2 separate regions of the Triticum aestivum genome follow, and region 2 is linked to region 1. A link is a contact called in public Hi-C data. All regions are on one chromosome and are shown on one strand. The core of a region is the stretch at or near the end of the contact, and the rest is flanking DNA. Distances in the headings are between cores, read along the strand shown. Region 1 holds the start of LOC123068671. Region 2 holds the start of LOC123068675 (C-type lectin receptor-like tyrosine-protein kinase At1g52310).

Region 1 (2,583 bases), core at 30-2,529:
GTCTAAGGGGAACTAACTAGCAGCAGCTCATCTAGAACTCCTATGAGTACTTCGATGGAAATAGCAAAACCAGGAAGAAAAGAAGGAACCTTTGTCCAACAGTAGCAGCAGCAGGTGTTCAATTAGTCAAGCAGCAGGTGTTCAATTAGTCAAGCAGCAGGCAAAACAAAGCAAAGCATGATAAAAAAGAAACAAATTGGAAAGAACATAAACAGTATACACCATCAGAACTAGGAAATCACCTAAGATGAGAGCACACACGCCTAAGGCCTAACTAGTACAACAAGAACTCAAGAATTAGCGGACCCTGGAACTTAAGAATTGACAGAGGGCCAACAAGAACTGACAGAGGGCCAAGAATTGAGAGAGTATCACAAGAGAGCATCGCAGGTGACGTAACTGAGGAACCGGTCTGAACTAGCACGATAAACGAACATCGCTCCCCGTCTCCGGCCGTAATCCAATTTCTAAACCAGACCTCGTTCGTTCCTGCAACCGACGCGAACACGGAACCCAGGACCCGGAGTGCCTCTCGGATAACAGAATCGCACGCAGAAAGAAAGAATTGCTAGTTCGCAAATGAGACGGAGACCCCCGACGAGGCGAGACGGACCAAGAACACGCGAGCGCATCGGGACAACGACGAGGACGAGCGAAATCGAACCGGACGCGACTCTACACGGACGACGGCGAAGACGAGCAAAATCGAATAGGACGCGACTCCACACGGACGACGTCAAGGACGAGCAAAATCGAACCGGACGGAGACTCCACACGGACGACGGCGACGAGCAAAATCGAACCGGACGGCGACTCTAAACGGACGAAGGCGACGAGCAAAATCGAACCGAACGCGACCCCAAACGGGCGACAGCGAGGATGAGCAAAATCAGAGCAGGCGCGACTCCAAACTGACGAATAGAGCACGAGCAGAAACAAAATCTTGTGCGGTTCTAAACCTAAACGGGCGGCGAATCGAGGACGAGCGAATCCGAACCAGACGCGAGGAGGCGAGGCGAGAGGCACGACCCGAGGCCCCGGGCGAAGAGGGGAGGAGCAGACCGGCCACGGCCAGAGCGCGGGGAGGGCGCGCGTGGCCGCGGGCGGCCCGCCGGGGAAGAGGCAGCGTCGCCGGCCGGGTCCTTGCCGGAGGCGGCTTCGGCGGACGGCGGAGACCGGAGGGGAATGGAGCTGCTGGTGGTGGGTTGGGGTTGGATCCGGGCCGGGTGGGCAGGACAGGAGGGGGCGGTCGGTCGGTCGGCAACGCGGCGCGGCGCGAAGATATTACCGTTGGGAGCCTCGGATTGGGATCGGGTGCTCGAGGCGGTTTGGGAAATTTCTAGTAGGGTGGTCCAGGCAGGAAAATGCTATTTGCCGCTCGCTATGTCAAACTGTCGGCGTTTCGCATAGGAGAGCGACCGAGCAGCGACGCAACGGGGCCGGCCCGTTTAAACGTTCCAACGTCCCCGGTTTTGGGAACCTTCTAGAGGTTCCCAGCTGGTTTTTTCTGGTTTTGAAAAACTTCTAGAAGGTTCCTTGAATTGGTTTTTTCTTTATTATGTACTAGCACACATGCCCGTGCGTTGCAATGGGAGAAAAAATATCACAACCCCTACCCCTCTGGCGAACACCACCACCACCCCACAAATAGTCCATGGAAGCACCTATGTTTTTGCTCCTTCCCACCTCTAGGAACGGTGGCTGTTCACGTGGCCACGGTGCTTCGAAAGTGATTAACCCAAGGCGACAAGCTTGGACCATCACATTATCTTTGAACCGTGCCAACAAAGTAATGTTTCTACCTTGCTAAAAAAACAAAGCAACATTTATATAACTTCAAAAACCTAAACTTGTGAAGGTAGATGTGAGGACCGCCCTCTGCGAGCTACTCATTGATGCACATCGGTTGCTACAAAATAAAAATTCTCTCAAAGCCAAGATGTGTCAATTCAGTAAAATTCATACAAAAATCTGAATTGTTATAAAATCAGCCAGTAAAATTAAATGCAACAAGAAAACTTTCCTTTGATGTACTCGTTTTTTATCCACCGGGAACCCAGGTCGTCAACCATGTCCATTCATGAGGACGTTTTCTCGGCGTGATTATTCTCTGATTAGAGAACCATGGACCACCAAGCCGCTATGCATGTAAGGCAGCACATCTCGCATGAGTCACGAGCCAGTTTTGACCAACGCAGATAAATGCATGCCGTGCATGTATCCCTCTCCTTCCTTTATTGGCCACTCTTTCTTATTACTAAACTCACAGTCATATATAAATTGGTAAATTTTACTCTAAAGGAGCGAGGTGGGACTATTTAATACTAAGCGAAGCCACCATATATATCATAAGATGGATCTAGCTTAGTTGGTTACAATACAACTGTGGTTAAGTTCGGAGACGTCAAAGGTTCGAATCCCTGCCGCGACATTATTTTTTTGCTATATTATGTAGCCCGAGCAGGCCCAACAACTGCACAAGCCCAGAAGCAATGGAGAGGAGGCGGCCCATACCAGCAAACACATACGGGAAGAGACCTATATGAGCAATGGATTAATACCACCTTGACAACCATCGAAGCT
Region 2 (2,583 bases), core at 40-2,539, 220 kb after region 1:
CTTCTAAATTCATGGCAAATTTTAATAGAGTAGTTATATCATTTTTCTATGGGGCTTTCCTGGGCTGTACGTGATAAAACCCGTATTCTTCATATTAAATCCATCTTTAAAAATTCATAAAATATTTTCCATGTCTATAAACCCAGATTTTTTCCCAATATTCTTCTCTAGACCATACCTATTTGACAGAAGTGGTTTCATGGTTTTCTGAGCACTTTATGTTTCATGTTTTTATTGTGTGGTTTATTTGCTATTGATTTTACTTTCGACTACTAGAACGTGATCCGAAACAAAACTTACAAAGAGGGATCAGAGAAGTTTGAAGACCTTGCTGAGCCAGACAAGCATCCGCTTTGACCATGTCAACCCCTATACTTAGATTATACTTTACAAAATTATTTTATACGCATAAAATGCTATCTTTGGTATAGATTGCCGTGTAGTTTAGCAAGTAGCTAAGACCCAAATCCTTTGATAAGATGATACCCCTTTTATTGATAATGCCCACCTTTGTCATATCAGTCATCTCGTAATGTGACAATCCATTTATTTTCCACAAGATAAAAAAGGTAAATATATACCATTAATGGATATTTGAAATTTATATTTCATACAAGCATGGCATAGCTCATAGTGATTGGATGATTTTGCAATATCAATACAATGTGATATTCTGGAGTCTATTTCGGATCTAGGGAGCATATGCTCCTGGATGAACAATAAATTCTAAATAAATAGTAAGTTTTTTAAAAAAAAACTGTTTTTTTAGATTCCATGTTCTTTAGTTGTGTAGATTTTTATGTTAGTGTAACAAGCATGTTTGTGCTTGAATTTTTTTTTTGTAACGGAATACCAGTGCTTCGTCAGTGAAACAAACAAAATTAAGAGTACCATTTCGTGTTCGACTTGTTTCTTTTAACAGGTCAAAATGCTTAAGTCTTTCCCTAAATGTTTGCGAGCAACATTTACATGGAAAGAGACATCCGGTCGACTCGACTACGAGCCGCATATGATGACTTTTATCAATCTCAGTATGATAGGGCGGCTCAATCTCTTGGAGGCGTTCACAGAGTTAGAGTGTGCATGTATGTGTTCAGAGTGATGAGTGTAAGTATTATATTAAAAAATATATGGCCATTAACACATATAATTTTTTTTCAGACATTTGACATCTTGTAGAAAAATATTTTTGATGCGCGGGAGCGTGTGCTTCCGAGCCGGTGAAAAAAATTATCTCAAAAGAAAAACTGTGGAGTAAAAAGGGTATAGCAACAGCGACTGGAGGCAGGCAGGGGCCAGGTGAGGTGGGCAGTGGAATTAATGGCGAGTAGTCAAGACGGTGGGCCCACCCGTTCCCTTCTTCCTCTCCTCCTTTCCCATCCATCCCAGTGCGAACTCCCAGTGAGAACAAAGCAGAAAGAAACGCCGCCCCTCGGAGGACGGGAGACCGACCACCGGAGCAAGGGGGCGGCCATGGCCATGCCCCTCGCCCTCGTCCTCGCCGCGTTGCTCCTCTCCGCCGCCGCGCCCGCGCTGGCTCACACCCGTGAGTATACTGCCACCGTCTTCTCTTTCACCCCCTTCACTCTAGATAGATCCATGACCTCTTCCCTAGGAGTGTGTTCCTGCCTTGCTTGTTCCTCGCGAGAGCCGAGCGCCTGACCAGCTCGGAGTCGAGCTATTTTTCCTCACTCTCGTCTGCAAGGTCTGATTGATAATAATTTTGTCATATGTATCTTTTCTTTGCAAAGGGCGCACACAAATCAGAAGATAAATACTTAAATAAATTTGTCTCCCGGCTTCGCCAAAACATGTGATTTTGCTTCACCAAGGCCGGCACAAAAACAGCAAATCTGCGGCACCTCGTTCCCCCTATCTGATATATATACTGGTGGCTGGTGCTGGTGTGCCACAACTATCAAGCGTCAGCGGCTAGATCCGTATAATATAATATTCCCTAATGGTTTACTCTAGTGCTGCATCTGGCACAAAACGTGCGCTCTAGATTATGCTCCTGTCAGAAACCGATCATATGTACTTGAAATGGCTCGACTCTTTCTGGTTGGCAAGCCAGCCACAGCCCATTTTGGGCAGATGAGTTGGCCATACCTTGCAAAGAAAGACAGAAATTGGCAATAGGACATCAGGCATGTATGCATCCACATGTATAACTGTTTTAAGAGGCTCTAGATGCCATTGCCAATCCAATGATATTTCCCATAAGGTTATTAATCTCAATACTTTCTGTTTTCTGCAGCGTCATGCCCTGACGGTTGGCAAATCAGTCCTGACCGGCTAAAATGCTTCATGCACATCTCAAGCTCCCTTTCCTGGGACGGATCCGAAGCTCTCTGCCGCAACTTCAGCGGTCATCTGGCTGCATTATCATCAGTTCAGGAGCTGAATTTCGCAAGGTCTCTCTGTGGAGCTGCCTCCTCCGGGTGCTGGGTTGGAGGGCGTCGCCACAACACCACTGGTAGTGTTGGTGGCTGGAAATGGTCTGATAATTCGTCTTCTTGGAACGAGACCGCCTTTCCCGGTGAGCCGTTGCATCCCAATTGCACCGGTGCTCGCTGCGGTCTA

What was found. A called contact is a pair of places that touch in the nucleus more often than the background predicts.
Region 2: a Hi-C map of leaf shows a contact between it and region 1, with 4 times the contacts expected there. The contact joins the promoter of LOC123068675 here to the promoter of LOC123068671 in region 1. A contact is called at or near these places in 2 of 5 Hi-C or Micro-C datasets (both in leaf).

Annotation. Positions count from the first base shown.
Region 1 is chr3B:73,712,150-73,714,732 of IWGSC CS RefSeq v2.1, forward strand. It overlaps LOC123068671, which reads right to left and starts at 1,280. Exons shown (of 16, transcript XR_006431950.1): 1 at 1-1,280.
Region 2 is chr3B:73,932,925-73,935,507 of IWGSC CS RefSeq v2.1, forward strand. LOC123068675 (C-type lectin receptor-like tyrosine-protein kinase At1g52310) reads left to right here and starts at 1,290. Exons shown (of 4, transcript XM_044491287.1): 1 at 1,290-1,546; 2 at 2,258-2,583. The coding sequence starts at 1,321.